Regions from separate parts of the Sus scrofa genome. Here all the other regions are linked to region 1. Evidence: chromatin contacts called from public Hi-C data. All regions are on one chromosome and are shown on one strand. Each heading gives the region's core, a stretch centred on a gene start, on an enhancer-like site or on the middle of the called end of the contact. The rest is flanking DNA. Distances are from core to core; before and after follow the strand shown.

What was found. A called contact is a pair of places that touch in the nucleus more often than the background predicts.
Region 2: a contact with region 1 is called in a Hi-C map of skeletal muscle, with 4 times the contacts expected there. The contact joins the promoter of ISCA2 here to the promoter of LTBP2 in region 1. A contact is called at or near these places in 1 of 5 promoter capture datasets (fetal skeletal muscle), 4 of 47 Hi-C or Micro-C datasets (embryonic fibroblasts, heart right ventricle and skeletal muscle) and 1 of 2 datasets of contacts at active chromatin or transcription factors (skeletal muscle).
Region 3: a contact with region 1 is called in a Hi-C map of embryonic fibroblasts, with 3 times the contacts expected there. The contact joins the promoter of AREL1 here to the promoter of LTBP2 in region 1. A contact is called at or near these places in 2 of 5 promoter capture datasets (fetal liver and liver) and 5 of 47 Hi-C or Micro-C datasets (embryonic fibroblasts, liver, omental adipose tissue and 1 more).

Annotation. Positions count from the first base shown.
Region 1 is chr7:97,850,984-97,854,581 of Sscrofa11.1, forward strand. LTBP2 (latent-transforming growth factor beta-binding protein 2) reads right to left here and starts at 1,865. Exons shown (of 34, transcript XM_021099520.1): 1 at 636-1,865. The coding sequence starts at 1,114.
Region 2 is chr7:97,738,929-97,742,526 of Sscrofa11.1, forward strand. It overlaps ISCA2 (iron-sulfur cluster assembly 2 homolog, mitochondrial), which reads left to right and starts at 1,551. Exons shown (of 4, transcript XM_003482288.4): 1 at 1,551-1,649; 2 at 1,853-1,955; 3 at 2,076-2,191; 4 at 2,912-3,598. The coding sequence starts at 1,579. The coding sequence ends at 3,086. It overlaps NPC2 (NPC intracellular cholesterol transporter 2), which reads right to left and starts at 1,159. Exons shown (of 4, transcript NM_214206.1): 1 at 1,048-1,159. The coding sequence starts at 1,129.
Region 3 is chr7:97,938,992-97,942,589 of Sscrofa11.1, forward strand. AREL1 (apoptosis-resistant E3 ubiquitin protein ligase 1) reads right to left here and starts at 1,941. Exons shown (of 20, transcript XM_005656411.3): 1 at 1,746-1,941. It overlaps FCF1 (rRNA-processing protein FCF1 homolog), which reads left to right and starts at 2,002. Exons shown (of 8, transcript XM_013989168.2): 1 at 2,002-2,070; 2 at 2,297-2,364. The coding sequence starts at 2,330.

The DNA of each region.
Region 1 (3,598 bases), core at 615-3,114:
CGGTATAGGCGCACACACAAACCCCACGTACCCGCAGTGTCTCAGCCATATCGGGGGCTCCTGCCCGCGAGCCTACCCCCACTTCCAGCCCAGCCATCCGCGGGCTCAGGCGGATCTGTGCCCCAATCCATACTCTTGTCCCCAAGAGCAGACTTCGTTGACAGCACCCTTCCTGGAGATGCATCTGCCTTCGCACTCCGGAGCCTCAACATCCTCCACCTACCCGCGCTCTGAGCCCACTCGGCTTCCCCTGGGCCTCAAGCCCTGGAACGTCTACCCTCCTGCCCCCTCTCGCCTCCCTTTCGGATCCCTGCATCGTTGCGGGCGTCTTCAGGCACCGGTTAGAGGCGGGCTGAGGGAGGGCGGGAGAACGCACCCACTCCTTGGGTAAGGATTTAACGTCGGGTCACCACGAGCTGGTACGAAAGGGTACGGATGGTGTTTTTCTTTGAAAGCGGGTCAGATCGAGCCCAACTTTGGGACCTCGGTCTGTTTCCCTGCAGTACTAAGGAGAGAGGGACGAAGGGCGGAGCCGGGCGCCCTCTCCTCTCGCCTGCACATCCCTCCACGAAAGAGCGCACGGGAGACTGGCCCTCGCTCCCTTTAGCCCCCATGCTTCCCTCTCCAATGCTCACCCCGTAAGCCGCCCTCGCGCAGCTCGCGGCCGCTGAACCGTCCCGAGGCGCGGGAGAGCTGCGGCAGCCCGGTCCCGGGATGCCGGCTGCTGCTGGCTCAAGGAACGGCTTCTCCAGGTCTGCGCAGGTGGCTGGACTCGACGCGGCTGCTGCGCGCGGGGCGGCCTCCTGGCCTCGGTCTCGGCGGGCCTCCTGGCGCTGCCCCAGCCAGGCTGGGCCCGCTCCTCGGGCGGCAAACCCGGGACCGACGCGTCCTGATCCCGGAACAGACCGTACACCTTGGCTGCAGCCGCTGCGGGGTGGCTGCCCCCGGGGCGCCGCAGCCGATTCGCGTCCCTGCCAGCCGGCTCGTATCTTCCCACCGGGTCCCTCTGAGCATGACCCAAGCCCACGAAGAGAGCCAGGGTGAGCGGCAGGAAGCTCCTCCAGGGGTTCCTCAGGGCGCGCCCGGGGCAGCGGCGGGTGGTCGAGGGCCTCATGGCGCCTGGGCGGCTGCAGAGCGGTGCGCACGGGGAACAGCCCAGGGGCTAGCTGTCGGTGCGCCAGGCCGCCAGCGGGCTGCGCTCCGGACCCCACCGGGTGGCCCGCCTTTCCCCGTCTAGGGCCCCCGAGTCAGACTACGGGCCGGGCTCTCTCTGGAGCGAGGGCCTGGCGGCGGGAGCGGCCCGGGGCTGCGCGCCCTGAGCCCAGCGATCGCGCTCTGTCTCCAGCTGCGCGCGCACTGCTGTTGCACCTTCGCGCCTTCTCCCAGTCACTGTAGCCTTCTGAAGGGGAATCGGAGCGTTTTATTTTTGGAAACCTCCCCCTGACTTTTCGTCTCTTTTATCCACACCATGCCCCCTCCTCGGAGGGACAGCTCAGCCCCCTCATTACGGGAGAGGGAGAGAGGAATTCCAGCAACACCCACTTTGGCACCGGGAAGCGAGCGGGCGGCGAGGGGGGTTAACCCGTGAGGAACTGGGGGCGGCGCAGGGCGGACCAAGGTCTGGTAGGGGAAATGACGCCTGCTGGGACAGGGGCAGCCCCGAGCCACCTTTCTCCTGTCCTGGGCAGGCTAAACTGCTGACCTGTCCAGAATTCATCTCCAGCCCCTGACCTCAGGGACAAACGCCGGGTTGGATGACCCAAGGCTACAGCCTCGAACGTCTGAAGGATATCAGGAGAGGTGCCAAGACGGCATGATAGACAGGCTCCGAAGGATGGGCCCCGGGTCCTTCGTTTTCCTCCCGGGCCACTGGGGGCGTCGGCCAGGGGTGCCTCTAGGGCTGGGGCAGCGCGAGGCCGCTCGCCTCCCTCCGCAGTGGTGGGACGCGGGCGCGCTGGAAGGTCGCCTGGAGGGAGCGCGCCCTCTGGTGGACTTGGCGGCGTCTTAGCCGTCCTGCGTCTTGTAGAGACCTGCCGCTGCCAGCCGCCTTCCTTCCTTGATCTTAATCCCTTTCCTGTTTGCGTCAGGGTCGAGCCCAGGCCTGAGGCGTTGACAGAACCTGCAAGAGGTGTCCTCTTTTTCACGGAGGAAAAAAACATGGAAGACCTGGAATAAGGTCACTCAAGGAGACAGCGTGTGTCCAAGAGGCGAATGAAATGCAGGTGCCTCCTGCCTGGGGCTCAGAGGTCCATTCCCTAGACTCCCATTCAACCCCTCACTCCCTACGGATTGGATGAGCCTCTGATGGATCCAGGGTGTGTGCTCAACTCCTTGTGCTGGCAGGGAGAGGGCAGGGCTGCTAGAATGCCAATGGCCACCCATCTTAGTACCACTCAAGAGTGAGCTCACTATGTACACACATGGTCCCCTGCCCTAAAGTCTAAAGGCCTGGCAACCATGGCTGTCCCAGCCCCCTGCAGCCTATGGGCTTCCTAGAGAGGCAGGGGGATGGAGCAGGCAGGAAGGCACCAGTTTATAACTTTCCATACAAAGGGCCGACTCAATTAATGCTTCATGCTGAAATACAACCTCAACTCCTGACCTTGGCCTCCAAAGCCCTGTAGGACTGCCCACCTCTCAGATCTATCTCTCCTCTTGTGGGGCACCCACCGCAATGCAGCTGCCCTGGCGTCCTCTCTGCTCCTGGAACAAGCCACGTTGATGCCCGCTCCTTCTCCCTGGGAACACTCATCGCCAAGATGTTTTACAGGACCAGCTCCTCATCATCATTTCACCTCTCAGCTCCAACTTCACCGCCTGGAGTGGCCACCCCTGACCCCTCCAACGCAGAGCAGCCTTCCCACTCCCAAGTCATCACTTTCTAGTCCATCACCCTGGTTCAGCTTCACTGCTCTAGACTAGTTGAAATTCTCCTATTTGTTTACCCGTGTAACTGACTTGTTGAATGGGCTGAACCTGAAGAGGGGCAATCAGGAAGCAGCTCTGTGGTTCTCCCCTCACTGCCTTCAGCCACATTATGGTGAATTTCTCTTCTCCACCCTTAATGACATCTCAAGCAGAGTCCTTGGCTTGCCCATCCCCTCCAGTCACAAGAACAGTTTCATGTCTATAATTAAGACCAATTTCCAGGCTCTAAAAAGTCTGGTCCTGTCCAAATCAAAACCTCATCCAATTGAATCAAATCTTGTATCCAGCTGAATACCCCTCCTCTCCCTCCACCGGGCCTGTCCCCTGGCTCCAGACCTTGTCGTGGGGAACGTAGGGTGTGGTCTGATTTTCTGACTTTCCTTTTCTGCCAAGACTTCTCTGTGTCAGGGTTGGGGGCAGATATTAGGGGGCAAGTGGCAAAGTTGTATGTGACAGGTGCCCTTGGCTGGCAGGTGCCAAGTGGTGGCTCTTTCATGGGTATACTTTTGGGTTCTTGGGATGCTCTCTGCAGGATCCCCACCCTGCATCACTTCAGCAAAGCACTCTCTGGACAACTTCCCTGTGTCCCCTACCACCCCATGGGACTTTCCATCCAAGCCAACAAACCAGTGGTGAGTTGGCTGCATCTCACGCTGGTGTAAGAGCCACT
Region 2 (3,598 bases), core at 301-2,800, 110 kb before region 1:
AGCATTTGTTAAGGATTAACAAGCCAGTGGTTTTTGTTCTTCTATCAGTCCTGTCCCCTAGTCTCCAACTTTGCTTTTGGCTCAACATGAATTCGGATAACATAGTGGAAAGAGTATTTATTGTCTCATTCACTTTTCCAGCGCATATTTATTGAGCAGTCAGCATTACCTGGGCACTAGATAGAAAGGAGGACATTTATTCTGGGTGTCATTCTGCTGTGTGACTGGGTAAGTTAGCTAACGTTTCTGGAATTTGGTGATTCACTCCAGGATCGCCGAGGTTCCCTCCAGCTCACAAGTTTTATAAAATCCGTTCCATGCCTCTTTATCATTACACTTCTCTACCTCAGAAAAGTTCTGCAAGAACAGTTAATTTGATAGACCTGACTGAAGGAATTTACAATTTCTACTCGCCTGTTGTGTTTTTCAGCACACATGCCAACCACAACAGCCAGAGAGGGTTATGTGTCACTGTCACAAGTTGTGACCAGAAAGAGGAGTTTCAAAAACAGGAGGGAGAAACAAACTCGTCAGCATCACAAAATTCCACAGACCAAGGAAATCCCTAATGGAACCAACAATGAAAAGGAGAACTGACTTTTGACTTCTCAGCAAAAGGGAAATTTAAAAAAGCAAAGGGAGTGTGGAGGGAGAGGTCATCCAAAATCTTAAATACATAAATAAATACGTATTTTTACATAAAGAAAAAAGTTTTGAACCGCATCCCTTACCCACTACGCTGAATAAGAACCTTCAGATGTTTGCCCTACAAACTTTAGGAAACTTCAGCATAGGCCCATCTCCAGGAATATCCTGGGGCCCCAAACACGCTTTCCAAGGAAAGAGACAACGTTGTGAGTAGTCGGGTTTTATCGAGGCCACTACCTTGTCCCCTACCCCAACTCATTTTAGCCCACTTCACGAGAAGTCTGAGGCTGAGTCTAGACGCCCGCGGGACCCACCCAACCCAGCCTGAGGTCTTAGCATCAGGTTCCGGCGGGGGTCCCGCAGAGGGCGTGGGAACCTTGGACTGGCCCCGGGGCTCACCGCAGTCCCTGAAATGCACCGGCTCGGCCAGGGCAGAAGCGCTGAGTGTCAGGAGCAGGAACGCAGCGGCCAAGAAATGCATCGCAGCTCAGGAGGTTTCAAGCTCACGGAAGGAAAGCCAGCTGCCGCGGTCACAAGATAAACCTTCAGGGGCGGGCCGAGGGAGGAGCCCAGTCAGGCGACCCGTGACCAGCAACTGGGACCGAGGTCCGCCTGCGCCCCGCCCCCGGCTCTAGGAAGCCAGACACAGGGTCCCAGACATTCCCTATCTCCGCCCATCTGGCCTGCTCCGCAGCAAGAGAAGCTGCAGCCCTCTGCGTTCCTCCCTGCTCCTCCCTCCAGCGCTCCGCGGGGGCTTTGTGGGTGTGTCCCCGCTTCCGCAGGGGAGCATCTCTAACCAATCAAATCCTTCCTCCTCCTGCACCATCCAATAGGTGTGCCTAAAGGCGGGGCCTCTATGAGTCCCGCCTCCCGAGGCCCAGGCCGAGAAGGGGATTGGGGCAGTGCGAGAGGCGGGGTTTGTAGAGGAAAATGGCGGCCGTTCGGGGTTTATACATAACAGCTGCGGCTCTGAGAGCGGTCACCCCCTGGCAAAGGGGCAGGTACCAGCAAGCCTAGGAAGTCATTTGGGAAGGGTGTTTGGTTCTGCGCCCCCGAGACTAAGGGGAAACTAAGGCTCGTGGAGGAGGTGAAGGTTTGGCGTGAAGCTGTCCAGGTGGAGGGACATCAGGTTTGGCGTGAGGCTGTCCAGGTAGAGGTTACCGGCCTTTTGCTCCCAGGCTCACCCTCCTTCCTTGCTCAGCAGGCTCCTCGCGGCCTCTCGCGGACCTTGGGCTCTTCGGGAAATGTCGTCCTCCAACCCTGAAGCTGGCGAAGGGCAGATCCACCTTACCGACAGCTGCGTCCAGGTAAGAGGCCGGACACGGGGCGCCCGTGGCTGGCGAGGGCTGGGAGTAGGGGTACTTTCCCTTGGCTTATCCGTCTCTCTCCCTTGCCTGGAATTCTTGACCTCCCTTCCTGCATTTCAGAGGCTTCTGGAAATCACCGAAGGGTCAGAATTCCTCAGACTGGAGGTGGAGGGAGGAGGATGCTCCGGATTCCAATACAAATTTTCACTGGATACAGTTATCAACCCCGACGACAGGCAAGGAGAAAGGGGTGGGTTCTCAGAGAATGTGTGGGAGGGATAAAAGTGCCTTCAGCTTAAGGTGCTCTTTTATTCCAAATTTATTTATTATTATTATTTTTGCTTTTTAAAAAGGGCCGCACCCGCTGCATAGGGAGGTTCCCAGGCTAGGGGTCGAATCAGAGCTGCAGCTGCTGGCCTACACCACAGCCACAGCAACGCAGGATCCCAGTCCTGTCTGCGACCTTGGCACCACAGCACACAGCAACACCAGATTCTTAACCTACTGAGCGAGGCCAGGGATCGAACCCTCATCTTCATGGTTCCTAGTTGGAGTCATTTCTGCTGTGCCATGATGGGAACTCCTTTTATTACAAATTTAAGAGGTTTTTCCGAGGGTCCTGAACACCACCCTTCTCACAGAGTGGGGGTACAGTGAAGATTCATTGTCTTGATTCAAAATAACGAAGTCCTAGGAGGAAAACTGCCCTGTCTAGGTCCATAGCATAGTTGGTAGAGAGTCAGACTGGTTTAGATTCCAGGCCCTAAATCTCTACACGCTTCCTAGGAGTCATTCTAGTGAACCCTTTTGCCTCAGAGAAAACCAGCACCTGTCAAAGGTAATAGGAAAGCTTCCTCTGTATTTCAGAAAACAGAAGATGTGCACCTCTGGGCTCAGAGGGTGTTATGTTTTTGGTGTTTACAATATTCATTAATGCCTTCCTCCTGTCTTTTCAGGGTATTTGAACAGGGTGGGGCAAGAGTGGTGGTTGATTCTGATAGCTTGGCCTTCGTGAAAGGGGCCCAGGTGGACTTCAGTCAAGAACTGATCCGAAGCTCATTTCAAGTGTTGAACAATCCTCAAGCGCAGCAAGGCTGCTCCTGTGGGTCATCCTTCTCTGTTAAACTTTGACGTGATAGCAGGTGACCCAGAGATTGCTCTCATTTGTACCAATTTGAAGAACCTGGGATTTGAAGAATTCTAGAGGTTTCCTTCCAATCATGTTCTTTTTTCCATTTTATTTCTCTCAGTCCAGGAGTGCCGTATTTTGCCACTATTTATTTTCAGAATATGAAGCTTTTAGTCTTGATTTAATTTCTCCAATTGTAAGGCCAAGCCTCTAGATGCTGAGACTTAGACTTATTAACTGGTTGAAACCCAGTATAATCTGTAGAGCCTCCAGGGTTCCAGAATTTGGAGTTACTTCTCTGGCCTTCAGAGCTGTTTGTATATATGTGTATAATTATGTATAAAAGCTTCATTTTAAAGAAAGTCCTGATTTACTTGTTTTATGGATCAGGGTCACAGATTGGGTAGCTTTTGAACACTGATTACTAGACCAGAGAGGATGAGAAAGGCAAATGAAATGTTCTTTTTTTCATCTCACCCTTCCTGAGTGTGCTAGTTGACTTACCCTTATTTTC
Region 3 (3,598 bases), core at 691-3,190, 88 kb after region 1:
GTTATTGTTCATGGATTCCAAAATTCAGGGTACACATTACCAAGAGAGTGTTTTCCTGTCAATGTCTGAATTTAAATGCAAATTACTGTTTAATTATATGCAATTTTCCCTTCTGAACCTATATATAATACTAATTAGTCTGTAAATGTTTTAAATAAACACACCAATCATGTTTACTTTAGAAGCTTATTGCCTAATCACCAGGCGCTTCTAGTGCATCAAAAAGAGTGGTTACTATCATGTTGGCTTGGCAGACAGGCTGTTCCCATAAGATTAGGAACTTCTAGTGACCACAAATGGGGTAAAGAAGGAGGCACATACGGTATCTGCAGATGCTTCCATAATAAAACTATTTCAATATCAAAAACTCACAGCCTACAAAGCCAGATATGTGCCCTAAACGCTATCTAAATGCATGCATACCTCAAAGCGAAAAAGAGAAGGAAGAGAAAAACTGTCTGTACTCAAATTGCCATAAGAAATCACCCTGCAATTGAGCTTTTCAAGAAATGAAAGCGTAATAAGGTTCTTGAGGCTATCAACAGATTCAAGTTCAAAAAGAGAACAACTATATTAAAATACAATTGATATACTCTGACAGAAGACACACAACTGTAATAGAAAACAACTTTAATAAGGTTTACTTGTGGTGAGTACTCTTCTAGGGACTTCATATTTTAACAAACTTAGTCCTTACTATACACCTGTAAGACAAATATTATCATGATTTCCTCCATTTTACAGATAAAGAACTGAAGCAGAGATAAAATCACCCAATGGCTAGTAAGAGACAGAAGAGGATTTTAACCCCATCAGTCAGACTCCAAAGTTCATGTTAATACACTATGGTTCACGGTAAGGATTATGGTGCAATGGTCAGCTTTTTTTTTTTTTTTTTCAACCTCACAGCCTTTTTGGATTTCAAATACTAGGACAGCTTTGCGCAATAAGAAAAGTACATGCTTTGGAATCAAACAGACTTTCCTGAACAAAGTCCGAGGTTCAATCTCACCATTTGTAAAATCAGGGTTTTGCGTTATTGTGAAAGTCAAAGCAGGTAATATAATTAAAGTGCCAAATACAGTACACAAGATAGGGGTTCTTGAAGTCCACAGACATGTAGAGGGTCCACAGATGGGCTTCAGAGTCCACGAGTCTCACAACTGTAAGACAAATGTATGTGTACCCATTTATTAAATAATCGTCCTTGGAGCTCCAAAAGGTTAAGAACCATCAACTACATAGCAGATACTCAACGGACTATCTCCCCTTTCCTGTTCTCAAAAACTCTCCCTTTTCCATTAAGGATGACACACCAAGGCTGCACACTAAGTGTTAAGTACTTCCCAACGTTTTCCTGGCTCGGTAACGAGTAACACATTCAAGTTTACGCCTTAATTTTCCAGAGAGTGTCTAAAGAAGGCCTTCATATGCTACACCATCTCTCGCCTCACAGGGACGAATACACGGTATTCACTCGGCGAGAAGCATGAGAATTGTCCACCTGGTTGCACGAAGCATCATGACGGCTGGGAGAACCAAGTAGATATTAGAGCCTCCGAGGAGCATGATAGAGACCTGGGGCCCCAGCACTGAAAGATAAGGATAATGGGTTTCCCCAAACTATTGGGCAACCCAGAATTCCGTCCCCCTTACCCTTGTCCTCCCTCTCTCTGGAACTCTGGTGCAGGCAAATCCTCTGGGCTCTGCCCTGTGCTGGAGTGATAAGAGGAGAGAAACGTTACCGGAGCAGGTGGGTGCAGCACGGCGAGGTCCCAGCTCTGCCACCCCGGTAGGTGGAGGCAGAACCCGCAGATATCCAGCCCGCGACCCTCTCCGCAAGAGACTTCAATACAAATCCCGGCCGCAGCTGGGAACCGGCTTCGGGCTTTTCCGTTCCCCAAAGTGGCTTCCGCTTCCGGGCTATCCTTTGCCGGAAGCAGTATTGGGTGACGCAAAACTGTCGCGCCGCAGGTGATTCCAAAAGAAACTAAAGTGCGGCGTGAACATGGTGAGAGAAGGGAAATCGTCGGACCACGTTTGGGACGGAGATTGAGGGAGTAGTCCTTGGTCAAATTTCCACCACATTTCTCTTGCTTATTTTCATTCTGATCTTAGACTGCTCGGAATGGTGTTTTTTTATGCTCCAGCGACAGGGGAGAGCGCTGGGTTGGGGCAGGTAGAGTAAGTAAGGGGAGCTGGGTATTTGAGGGAAGAAGAGAGTGGACAAAAGAAAAGGATTCACAAAGATGCAATGTATTTTCAACTCTTTTAACGCTAAAATTTTTCTTTCAAGGGGAAGCAAAAGAAAACACGGAAGTATGCTATCATGAAGCGAATGCTTAGTCTCAGAGATCAGAGACTGTGAGTGTCTGGAATCAACTGCGTTCGTAGACTGCCCAGAGATATAGGCGTCACCAGGGGATAAGTAGTCAAAGTTTTTGTTGTTATTTGTGTGTATTTTTAATATTATTGTGCCTTGGATTTATATAACGTAAAGTAGTAAAGTATAAAGTATGTGGTGAATGGGATGAGAATTCAGCATCTCTTTAAGTGTTCAATTTGTGCGACAGGTTTTATATACTGTATCTGCCATGTCACATTTAAGCCTTCTAACAATTCTGTGAGGTGGTAGGATTATCCTTATGTTCTTGCTGTTGCACGTATACTCCCAAGGAAAAAGATGTCGTATGATTGTTGAAAGACCGTGAGGTCAGAAACCAGTTTTCCTGTGCAGCCAGCACCTGACACTCAAGTATTTTCGAAGGAAAAAATAGGAAGACTCCTAGATGTCTCCATTTTATAAATCTTCTAAGAAGATTTATGATAGCAACAACAACAACAAGACAAAAAAAGACCAAAAAAAAAAAAAAAAAAAAAGGAGTTCCTGTTGTGGCGCAGTGGTTAACGAATCCAACTAGGAACCATGAGGTTGCGGGTTCGGTCCCTGCCCTTGCTCAGTGGGTTAACGATCCGGCGTTGCCGTGAGCTGTGGTGTAGGTTGCAGACGCGGCTCGGATCCCGCGTTGCTGTGGCTCTGGCGTAGGCCGGTGGCTACAGCTCCGATTGGACCCCTCGCCTGGGAACCTCCGTATGCTGCGGGAGCGGCCCAAGAAATAGCAACAACAACAACAACAAGACAAAAAAAGACCAAAAAAAAAAAAAGAAGATTTATGGCTATGGAAGAAAAAAGTAGAATGGCTATGGAAGAGTAGAATGATATTCCCTATTATAAGGGGAATCTAAACAGCTTGCCTGCTTCAGTGAAGAATGGATAGAGTTATTAAATAAGGACTGGACTTGTGTTTAAGAGCCTCAAAAGAAAGGAATTTTCATTAGAGCCTTTAGAGTTATTAAATTGTATTCTTAGCCTTTATATTTATTATGTAATTTTAAGGAAATTTACCCCACTAATAATATTTATTAGTAGTAATTAAGGTTAAATTTGGTGTGTGTATTGTCATATTTTAGCCTTTTATAAGAGGCATGTTGGGGAACCCTTTCCCCCCTGCCATTGAAACATCTGAGTCATCAGAAGATAACTATCAGACTTTTTACCCACTGCTTGGAAGTGGATTTTGATCCTTGATATGAGAGC